Regions from separate parts of the Mus musculus genome. Here all the other regions are linked to region 1. Evidence: chromatin contacts called from public Hi-C data. All regions are on one chromosome and are shown on one strand. Each heading gives the region's core, a stretch centred on a gene start, on an enhancer-like site or on the middle of the called end of the contact. The rest is flanking DNA. Distances are from core to core; before and after follow the strand shown. Region 1 has its middle 21 kb from the start of Dubr. Region 2 overlaps Bbx (bobby sox HMG box containing). Region 3 overlaps Bbx (bobby sox HMG box containing).

Region 1 (3,679 bases), core at 627-3,126:
GGTAGCAAGTGTTTTTACCCTCTAAGCCATCTACCTAGTTCTAAAAATTCAAAATCCACAAATGTGTACAAGGATAAAGCTTAATAGTTATAACAATGTGTAGCATAAACATTCTTGCAAGAAGCAATGGCAGAGCGTGAAAGAAGTCATGTCTAATGAAAAGAGCAGAGTGCACTTGCAGGCATGCGCAGTGCCCTCCCCCGCTCTGCCCCGTGGTCAGCTCACATCCCAGAACGAGGTTCGCTCTGCCACATTTGTCCATGAGAGTTTTGTGGCACAGTGTCAAACATCTGGACACATGACACACATCTGAAAAAGATGTAAACAGGAGGTTAAGTGGATCAGGGGCTGCACTGATATGTATAGCTGTTCGATGACAAGTCCGTGTGGTATTATCCTGCCTTCTAGTATGGGGATTATGTACCCCTTCCCAGTCCACAGGTTTTAGCTATGAGAGAAAGGTCAGTTTGCATTTCATAGGCCAACCTTCAAATATTTCCATTTTTATTTTTCTATAGGGCTAAAAGCATTGCCCACCCGAAATGCAGACATTAATGCCAAAATACCTTGTTGATTCCAACACCTATATGCTGCTGTGTGTGCTCCCACTGTGTGTAGGTTTGCTATGGGCTGACCTCAGGAAGGAGTGTGGCAGTAAGCAAGGAATGAACAAGCAAACCAGTAAATAGCTGGCATAGTTTTTGTCCTCTGAGAGTGAAGAGTTTTGCTGAAGAGGCATAATCTTATCAAAAATAAACAAATAAATGAAAGGCAATTTAATAGAGACAGTTTAAACATCAGCTCTTTTTTTTTTTGTAGTTGTTGTTAGTTCAGAATTTAAAAAGAAAGTAGGACCAGAGCCAAGCAGCCAGTTCTAAAGTGACGTCCTTAAACTTTAGAAGTTTCCTTGGCGCAGCAAAAACATTCCAGGAAGTAAAGCGGTTATAAATAGTTTCGGATCATTGTGGAAATGTACTGGGAACCTGGCAGAAAATGAATCAGTCGGGCTTTCCACAAGACCCACCTCAAATGAAGATCCCAATGCAAAGTGGCAGGAAGCCGTCTAGGGATGCCGCGACTAGGGATGATGGGCCGGTGGCGATGGGGTTCCAGGCATGAGAAAGAGACTCAGTCTGAAGTGCTCTCAGGCTGGATCAACTCTAAGGAAGGAGAGCATTAACAGAAGTTTTCCTAACAGAAGAAGAAAGGCTCCGGAAGACACCATTTCTAGCAAGGCAGGCTTTCTCTCACAAGCACTGAAGATGTTTCTGTCTGGGGTAAGGGCTTCAGCGTAGGCAAGCAGGTATAACGAGCACCATTGCATTTGGGTGGATGGGGGGGATAAACAAAGGTATTTCTGGAGAAATTTGCAGTATTTTTTTTACATTCCCATCTCCAATATGTCTCATTGTGAGCTATGGATGGACTGTGATGTCCAGTTTAAATAGGAAGTCCCCATAAAGCACGCCGTGGAGATTTTAGTGCCACGAGAACGGCTTCCTTTGTATCTTTAATTTTATGTGTATGGGTGTTTTTCCTGCACACGTATCTGTGCACCACGTGTATTCAGTGATCAGAAGGTATCAGATCCCTTGGAACTAGAATTACAGACGGTTGTTAGCTGTCAAGTGAACGCTGGGAATTGAACCCCTGCCCTCCGCGGGAGCAGTCAGCATCAATGCTCACACCCAGAGAGCATTTCTCCAGCTTTGCCCGCTCCGTCCTCCATCCGTCCTTTCTATCTCTGAAGGTAGAGTGACTGACAAAAATAGCCATGTTCCCTTTTATACCTTGGATGGATGCTTGTGAAATCATGTTCCTGTTTGACGCGTGAGATGGGAAAATTACAGAACTCCAGAAGGGGGTGTGGAAAGGGGCAAAGAGAAGAACTCTGCAGTAATGGAGTTTGCCTCATGGCTCTGCCGTTGTTTACCTCGTTTCCTGGGCTCTGGGGACTTCTGGACCAGAGAGCTAAGACATACTTTCCCTGGAAAATGCTGGGACTTTATTAGGCTGGAAATAATAACAATAAAGCAAAAGTAAAACTTCCTATTGAAGTTTCTTTTGAGCATTGATGAAAAAAATATTAGACCAGTGGTATGATGGGCAACTTATCAGTTCTGACTTCTAGGGAAAGTTTAAGTCAAAGAAAACCTCTCCAAAAGAGGGACACTGAAGTTCTGAGAGTTTTCTTTCCCAAGGTCAAAGGGTGAAATAGTTTGCAGCTCCGAGAACTTGTGATTTCCTTCCTGCTTCTTTTTATCTCTATCAACCCTGCATTCCACTGCTTTGCCGTTGATGGCCCTTCCTCCCCACACCTTCTGCAGTAGGGACTTTCCATTCAGTCTGGTGGCAGCGGTTCTGGCAACAGCTCTTGCACTTGTGTGGCAAGCTTTTAAATTCCCATGCTTTTGAGCAGCTGCAGTCAAGCTGACATGAGTCAGTGGGAGGGGCTTAGGGGAACCTCCAGGGAGCAGTAACTTTTTGACAGTCTCACAAACAGAACATTTTAAGTCTAATGACTCTAAAAGCTCTCCCTGTACATGCAAAAGCAACTGCAGTTTTCCCAAAGTCTACTGTTTTTTTTTTTTCTTTTCTTCTTCTTCTTTGTCTTCTTTTTTTCTTTTGGTCCCCAGAAAGAATCAGGTTTCTGCCTATAGCAAGACACATTCTTCAAGGATTAACTGTGACCTCATAGCTAAAGTGGATACAAAATAAAATCTGGAGACAACTGGAAAGTGAGAAGGGGTGGCAGGGAGACATTTGGGAATACAGAAGTGCCAAGCTCTGGCTTTTGCAGGCAGGCCTATTGCCTAAATAGGGAAGGCAAGTTATTATTTTTCTCTTCTTCTACTCTTACTGTACTCACATAGGTGATTTTCAGTGTGGGTTCCTTTCCTAAGGCCTCAAGGGTCCCAGATGGCTTGTTAGAGGATGAACGTCTTCACCTCAGGCTCCTTCATCGAGTACCGAGAGCAGGCAGTGCCCTTGTCTGAGGCCACTGCATCGAGTACCTAACTGCTGATATTTGACCCTAGAAGAAGGTCAACTTGGTCAGCCTATTATTAAGAGAAAAACAAGGATAGCAATGGATCACAGACCCCTTCGGGGAACTAGAAAATGACCTCCACTTCTCTATTTCCGTGCACTGTTCTTCCCAGTGTAGCCTTTCCCCGTTCTTTGTTGGGTATCATAAAATGAAAAGAGTGAAGAATGCGGGATCCCTTCTGGGAGGAGTGAACCACAGAGGAAGGGGGAACAATTGATTCTTTTGATAAATGAAAATTTAGACGGTGCTTTTCCTTGCAATTTGCAAAGACAAAGCAGTGTCACGATCAAGTCCCTCTTTATACCGAGAAAAGGCAAGAAAATGGTTATCATAGCATACATGCAAGCAACAGCCAGAGGTCGGTTGGAAACGCAGAGGGACGATCCCCACGGCACTGCAAAATTTCACTCGGTGACTCACAGGGACAGGTGAGGTTAAATGTTGTAAAGAACTTTGTCTCTGTAACTCCTTCCATGGGTATTTTGTTCCCCCTTCTAAGAAAGATCAAAGTATCCACACTTTGATCTTCCTTCTTCTTTGAGTTTCATGTGTTTTGCAAATTGTATCTTGGGTATTCTGAACTTCTGGGCTAATATCCACTTATCAGTGAGTGTATATCATGTGTGTTCT
Region 2 (3,679 bases), core at 867-3,366, 490 kb before region 1:
TTACTGTTTAAATAATTCAAGATTATTTTCAGTAATGATCCAAATGTCTCTGAGATAAGGGGAGGGATGAAGACCACAAAGCTGAACTGCTAAAGACATCACTGCTGCTACAAGAACCTGCCCCTGTACTGTTTGCTTCTTGAGTCCTCAAAATGCTTCCATTTCACTCGAATAAAAAAGCCCATCACTGCAGTGCTTTTACTATGTGTCTCAAAATGCTATGTTCTTAGGGAGCAAGAGAACTTACTAAAAAGAGCTCAAATAGTAAAACTTTAAGCAAAGTAGAAAATTTGTTTCCTTTTTCTTCCTAGCACTGAAGAGATCTACAATGATTATTTGTCTATATGCATCCTGGAGTAAGTTGGTAATAAAACATTATCATTGTGTCCATGAGGACAGGTGAGATCAGATCGCTGAAAAGTCAACTCTCTGTCCACATCCACCTTTGGAACACTTAGACTTCTCTATGCTCACAAGTGTGCTTTGCCTTTAAGAAGCCATACTATGTGTTAGGAACAGAAATGATCCCCAACAATGCTCTGGTTAGGAGCTAGAAACATGCTCGATAATGAGCCGCAAAAGCAGAGTCGCATGCACATGTTTTTCAGTGGAAGATCTGCACAACATAAATACAAATTAATACTTTTAACGCATTAAAATGAAAAGGAACAAATTAGCTAAATTTAATATATACTTAACAACTTTGAGTCTAACATATAAACTACAAATAACAATAGCACAATGGTACAAACAGCCTATATAGTTGAATAGATTAACTTAAACCTATATGAGCTACTCAAAGTTTAAAACAACAATAAATAGCACAGACTTGCAATAAAATGAAACTAAAAGACTAAAAGCAAGAATATAAAAAATAAGAAAGGAAACTGACAAAATCTTTCGCTGTGTGCTTCTACAGCTGTTACTACCTAACATCAGGAGCAGGTTTGGCTCTGGATGCTCGCTCCATGGCAATAGTGATAACTCTTGCAATCCTGTCCTACATTATCTATGATGGGTTGAAATCTATGATGGGTTGGTTCCCATCTTAATTAAGACCCAGAATGTAGCAAAATAACACAACCTGCAGGTTAATTCAACTGATCTCTGTTAAGTGGGTCTAGAAAATACAAGATAGGACAAAAGCAAACTCTGTGTCAAATGCAAACTATGTGTGGTTAACTGCAACAGCTGCACAGAATCAGATCCAACAATGTTTAGCAACAGCAGACTGAGAACTAGATCACAGGAACAAGGTCATGGGGGCTCTGGGTCCTTTCTCTTTTCTATTTTAAAGGATGAAACAATTTTGCAATGCTGCCATTCCAGATGTTCAAGTAGGATACTAGAGAGACAGACAGTCTCATCCTTTTACTGTCAGCTTCCCACTAGCAAGTCTAAATGAGAACATGATACCAACAGGGAATGTGTTGAACAGAGTGAATTTATTTTAGGGTGCAATCCACATGCCCATGACACGGACCCAACACATGATAAGCGACTGCTCTGGATCTCTTACTCCTAGGTTTAAACAATCGCAGACTCCGTTGTTGAGTTGTGCACCACGTCTGCTACCCTCAACTCATTAAAACTTTACCAGGCAGTTTCTCCATGAGCTATAAGTGGCAGAACTGTAGCAGCAAGGTGAGGAGAATACAGATGGCTGTGTGCTGAAGCCCCACAGGGAGCAGGGAACGAGCCCCTAGAGACGAAGGGCCTGGCTTACCTCTGGTGTCCCAAGAGCGTGCTCTCCAGCTAGCAGCAACATGCTCAGGCCCCCCATCTGAGTAGGATCTAAAGAGCAAAAGCAAACAACCAACTTAGAAGCGAAAAGCACACGGAACCATAAAGAGTGAAAAGGATTATTCATAAAGGCGGAAATCCAAACTATCCACATTTAAATTTAATGGAGAAAGTTCAAAATTCTTTCTTTATATAACCTGATACCCATGCACTTAATATACACATGCTTTAAGGAGCCGGTGTTTTCTGGTTTTTTTTTTTTTTTTTTTTTTTTTTCTTTTTCTGAAACAGTGTCTCACTATGAAGCCCAGGCTGTCCTGGTATTCATGATCTCCTTGCCTTAGTCTTATAAGTACAAGAATAACAGGCATGAGCCACCACACAGGCTTTTTAAATCAACTAAATACTATTGTTCTAGTACCATTGCAACACAACACGATTCCCTAATACTACAGCTGTTGAATGAATCATCTCCCAAAACTAAGACTTCTTCCTAAGGCTGGGGAGTCTATATAAGGTGTTTGTTTGTTTGTTTGTTTTTTAACTCAAGTATACTCGCGCTTGTCTGCTGAGAAGTTTGAGACTATTGTTATTATTTCTGCCCTGTGAAGTCAGGTATGGTCAAAAGTACTAGCGTATCAGGGAGTACAGAACAGAGAAATTTCCAGCTGGCCTCCAAATTCAAATAAGCTTCTTGAAAATAGTCCTTTAAAACTTTCAAAGTAAATTTAAAATAACAGATATGTTTTAGATATATAAATATTCAGGGTACTAGGGCTGCCATGAAAACAACTCCAAGATTTAAAACTAATTTTTTTTTTGATTAGCCAACTCTTTTGCCTTAATTCTTTCAACAGTCAATTGGTACAGAGAGACAAAATAAAACAGTACCGTGGTAGATCTCTGCTCCAGGTTACATTTCCATCAGAATCCTTTATTCTTTAAAGCTGTTTCAATTATTAACTTTTAAAACTTCAATGAAAGAACACATGTGAAAGTACCTGTGGGTCTCTGGTGCACACAGGTCTCAAGACACGCATTTTATCTTTAGAATGACGCTATCATAAGACTGCCTGAAGACATTTTCGTCTGTTTAAATGTGTGCCCTGAAGTAGAGCTTTCTTCAGTCAGCCTTGAGAACTCAGGAGACAACTTTAATCCTACTTTGTATATAGTTTTCTTTTAAATTAAGAAAAGGAGGTTCTGAGGTAGACAAACACACACACTAGAGGAGGGAAAAGGAGGAGGATGGGGAGAAAAGAATAAAAGAGATAGAAAATAGAAGGCTATGAGATAAGCAAAGAGAAAATTATGTCACAAAATAATCCTGAGTTTAAAACACCCAACACTGTCCCATGTGGGAGGACACACGAATAGCACACCAATCCTGGCTAGTCTGGTGACACAAAGTTTAAGAACTATTGTGCCTGATAAAATATGTGCTTGTTTATTTAGAAGTAAAATCAAGGGGGGATGAATCTAGCGGGAGGTAATGTGCAGGGTGCCTGAGAGGGAAGCACTCTTGCCCCTCCGCAACCGTCCTGGGAGCTAGCGCTGAGTGAGAGTTTTGGTGAGATACAAATGCGCAGTTCCAATTACAAAGGAAAACAGGAATGCAATAACATGATGATTCCAGTTAGAAACCAAAGGTGACTGTGTAAGAAGATTGCTATTCATCCTAAAGACTAAGACAAGAAATTATCATTTTCCTATCACTTACACAGTGCTATTCAGAACTATCAAAATATATTTGCATAACTAGCACACTTTGCCTTTATTGAAAGGGTTGTTAGTATATCAAACTCTATGTATATTTCTTTCCTTGGAAATCATATATTTGATAAAGCCAGGTTATTGTAAATTATAAAATGTGGAGTGTCGATGGCTACAGAGAAAATAAACAAAAGACAAAAGAGATTCTGTATTTAACGGACCT
Region 3 (3,679 bases), core at 565-3,064, 440 kb before region 1:
ATGAGGAACAAGCCAGTGAGCAATGTTACTCCAGAGTCTCTGCTTCAGTTTCTGCCTTGAGTTTGTAGCCTGACTTGCCTTCATGATGCACTGTGACTGGGACACGCAAGCCAAATAAACCCTTTCCTTCCCAAGTTGCTTTTGATCATGGTGTTTTGTCACAGCAACAGAAATCAAACTAGGATGGGATGGGTAGTAGTTTTGTTATATGTTTTTAAAGATAGTGCATGCATAGCATGTATGTATATGTATGTATGTATGTATGTATGTATATATATATACACACACACATATATATTTATATATTTACACACACATCACATATGTATTAAGCTTTTCTTTTAGATTTCTTTAGAATTTCACATTGTAATATAAAAATTAATAATTTACTTGAAAGACACTCTACTCTGAAAAGTTTTATGGTTCCTGTCACAACTCATTTCTGTGAGGACTTCTGCATTTGTTACTACTGATCCTAGTGTTATAGTTTGCAGAATAATTTCAGCTTAAGGAGTTATTCTTTTAAAAGTGGAACCATTCATTTCATCGGAGGTGGCACTGCAAATCCGATTCTTGGGTACCATCCAACTTACAAAGGGAGAAAACAAGATCCACAGATATCAAAGGTTAACTCAAGTGCACTGAGCTAATTATCGTCAGAGCCAGGGTCTCTTGATCACTCGATTAGATCTCTTTCCCTAAATCACACTGGCTCCTTCTTTTTCAGACAGAAATGAGATGTCTTCATTAATATTGCCTTAAGGAAAGAGAAACCTCCTTAACTGTCTACGCTTTGATTCTACGAGGTCCATATGGGAACTGCTACTTAGGTCGGTCTGAAAGGCAAACGAGAGAGTTAAACTGAGTCCATCTTCTACCATGACATCAGTGGGACTGGGATGAGGCGGCTTCCCAGAACAAACCCATCAGTTTGGGAATCTGTGTTGTTCACCAAATGGGTACAAGGAGACGTTTGTTTTCCGCCAACTTGGTCCACAGCGTTTGCTGAGACTGTGGGGGCAGAGCCACCTCGGTGAGTGCTCAGGATCACAGGCTCACAAAGAGCACGCATGGCCTGGCACTTAGTATTTGAGAAGAGAGTCCTAATTTTCCTCACAGGTGGCATCTTTTCTCTCCCATCATCTCCCAGAGTAGGTGGAGATAGACCACACATTCTTTCTTCTTGGACTGGTTCCTGTCACCATGTGTCTTCCTATCTCTCAGCCTTTGACAGCTGACACTTGTAGCTGACTTTCACATTAGGGTTACGCTTCTCATCGCTGTAATTTTGCACTGTATGTCTTGCTATTCACAGAACCAGATTCTGCACAGTAAATGTACATATGAAGTGAAAGCTATAAATTCAGATGCAAATACTAACCGTAGATAGACGAATGCCTTGGCTATTTCACTTATCTCTAACTTATGGTTCACCTCATCCAGTCCTAGAGGCAGCAGCCCCGCCAATCTAAATAATCCTAAGGCTGGAATTTGGAAAAACTCTCTCCACTAGATTTCAGCTCAGGCTGAACACAATTCGCCTGCATCGGCTTTGAAAGAAGACTGAGGACCATAGTGATAAGACAAATCTCAAAGGGGTCCTTTGTAGGTTACATGCGAACTGCTTTTGAGACTGAGTCTGTAGACATCTTACTTTGGCTCCACCTCTATACAAACTGCTCGGGGAGCCTAAGAAAAGCAGCTTTGAAATGTGCAAGTACACAGATTTTGTACTGCTGCCACGGGCCTGCAGCCGCTGCCAAAGGAACGGGTGAGTCAAAGCAGCTCACACACCGCACTTCTCCATGTCTTCCCTGTACTTGGCAGCAACACACTGGGATCAGTCATCCCGCTGATCATGCAGACTCCAGAGTCATTGCTAGAGCAAATGTTTCCTGTCCAAGAACTTTCAACTGATATAAAAGTTAACATTTCAGGGCAAAGAGGGCCTTTTATGCAATTATGATATACTTGGAATCTGTGATAAATTAAAAGGCCAGTGATACAGTGAGTTCCACACTGCTGGACTAACACCAGGACACCCAGACCCATCTTTCCAGGTCAAAGGTGGTACTGGCACTTACTCAAAGAATAAAGGCACACCAACGCTCAAAGTTTCTAGCACCAGTTGTACAGCCAGAGAGCAGCAGTGTATTCACACAAGATGACTCTTTCCAGGCGCTTGTGACATTTACTTCTAATTTCAAGGAAATTGAGATAAGGTACCAGTAAGCTCTACTTTTCTCATGTAAAACAGATGTAGCATTAATGATTTTTGGGTCTAATTATATGAGACATAAGTATAACTATTTTTCTCTCTAAAACTTTATATTCTGTGATTGTAACACTGTGGTTATCACTGAAATCATACACATGCAACATTAAACAGACTCAGCAGGATGTATTTATATATCTATTATCTACATATCTATATCTATAGATATACACACACGCACACACACAAACAATAGCAATTAAAACAAAGAGGTCGTGAATCTGTGGGTATGGAAGGCAGAAGATAGATGGAAGGAGGAAAAAAAGAAAAAAGAAAATGATTTAATCATATTTTAATTTTGAAATATACATTTAATTTAAAAACTGTGAGAATGCATTTCTCTATTAATATTATCTAATACACTCACAAGGACTGTTTCTACTTAATTTTAACTATACTATGGCTTGAATCTGACCCCAAACTCCATATGTTAGAGGCTTATCCACAGTTCAAGGTTCAGAACTTTTTAAAATGAATTTTTCTGGGGAACTATGTTCTTACTGACTAGATTGAAGCCATTACTGTAGGAGTGCACTCATTACCTTCACAGAGGATTAACGCAATCCATTTGGACAGTCTTTGTTCCTCTCCAGTGCACCTGGTCTTTATACTCTTCCGCCTCAGCTTTCCTTAAGGGGCTGCTCACTGGGAGTTTGACCATGCTCCAGGGAGTATGGACAACACAAACAGAATACTGTTCCCCTCTCCTTCTCCTTCTCCTCCTCCTCTTCCCTGCTCCTCCTCTTCCTCCTCCTCCCTTCTTCTTCCCCCTTTTTCATTCTTCTTCCTTATTGGGGCAGGGGGAGGTCTTAAGGGTGGAGAACAGACCTGGAAAAACTGGGAAGTGTTATTGGGGTTCATGACATGAAATTCCCAAATAATCAAAAAATCTACACACACACATTTGGAAGGAAGGAAGGAAGGAAGGAAGGAAGGAAGGAAGGAAGGAAGGAAGGAAGAAAGAAAGAAAGAAAGAAAGAAAGAAAGAAAGAAAGAAAGAAAGAAAGAAAGAAAAAAAGAAAGAGTGAGCTAATAAGGGCCTTTTTTGGACTCTAGCATCTTCGCCTGAATTTCTCAGGCTTCAGGATCAAGAGAAAAAAAAAAAAAAATCATCTTATACATTTCCCAGACTGTGGCATTCTGTTATTGGGGGGGGGGGGGGGAGGAAAAGAAAAAGCACAAAAACCCTAAATATCCAATTCTTCCCTCAAAATGATCACATAACTACAGACTCAGAATAAACTGTGCAGAATACCTAGCCTGCGTTCCTCACAGAAATAAATTCAGGTCAAAATTAAGACATCTGTTCAAACTGCAGAACAAGCCAAGCCTAAGGGTGCTGCGCTGAGTACAAAGTCATCCAGAGAATTTCTTTTCGTCCATCACTGAGAAAACCATAAAGTT

The links. Hi-C and Micro-C count contacts between places; a contact is called where the count stands out from the background.
Region 2: a contact with region 1 is called in a Hi-C map of muscle stem cells, with 2.5 times the contacts expected there. The contact joins two enhancer-like sites. A contact is called at or near these places in 4 of 15 datasets of contacts at CTCF or cohesin (CD8 T cells, the NIH/3T3 cell line, large pre-B cells and 1 more), 44 of 484 Hi-C or Micro-C datasets (B cells, the C10 cell line, the C2C12 cell line and 26 more) and 2 of 115 datasets of contacts at active chromatin or transcription factors (cardiomyocytes and microglia).
Region 3: a Hi-C map of muscle stem cells shows a contact between it and region 1, with 2.8 times the contacts expected there. The contact joins two enhancer-like sites. A contact is called at or near these places in 15 of 484 Hi-C or Micro-C datasets (the Ba/F3 cell line, the C2C12 cell line, bone marrow-derived macrophages and 10 more) and 1 of 115 datasets of contacts at active chromatin or transcription factors (vascular smooth muscle cells).

Annotation. Positions count from the first base shown.
Region 1 is chr16:50,751,450-50,755,128 of GRCm38.p6, forward strand. No RefSeq gene overlaps it. Among named protein-coding and RNA genes, the nearest start is that of Dubr, 21 kb to the left of the region's middle. Within about 2 kb of position 1,877, at least 101 of the 459 cell types and tissues checked have an H3K27ac peak or open chromatin away from gene starts, as enhancers often do. A contact at or near this core is called in the C2C12 cell line, muscle stem cells and myocytes, where this site is marked.
Region 2 is chr16:50,260,690-50,264,368 of GRCm38.p6, forward strand. Bbx (bobby sox HMG box containing) reads right to left here. Exons shown (of 17, transcript NM_027444.3): 7 at 1,727-1,794. Among named protein-coding and RNA genes, the nearest start is that of Bbx, 170 kb to the right of the region's middle. Within about 2 kb of position 2,117, at least 2 of the 459 cell types and tissues checked have an H3K27ac peak or open chromatin away from gene starts, as enhancers often do. A contact at or near this core is called in muscle stem cells, where this site is marked.
Region 3 is chr16:50,307,842-50,311,520 of GRCm38.p6, forward strand. All of the region lies in intron 3 of Bbx (bobby sox HMG box containing), which reads right to left. Among named protein-coding and RNA genes, the nearest start is that of Bbx, 120 kb to the right of the region's middle. Within about 2 kb of position 1,815, at least 105 of the 459 cell types and tissues checked have an H3K27ac peak or open chromatin away from gene starts, as enhancers often do. A contact at or near this core is called in the C2C12 cell line, muscle stem cells and myocytes, where this site is marked.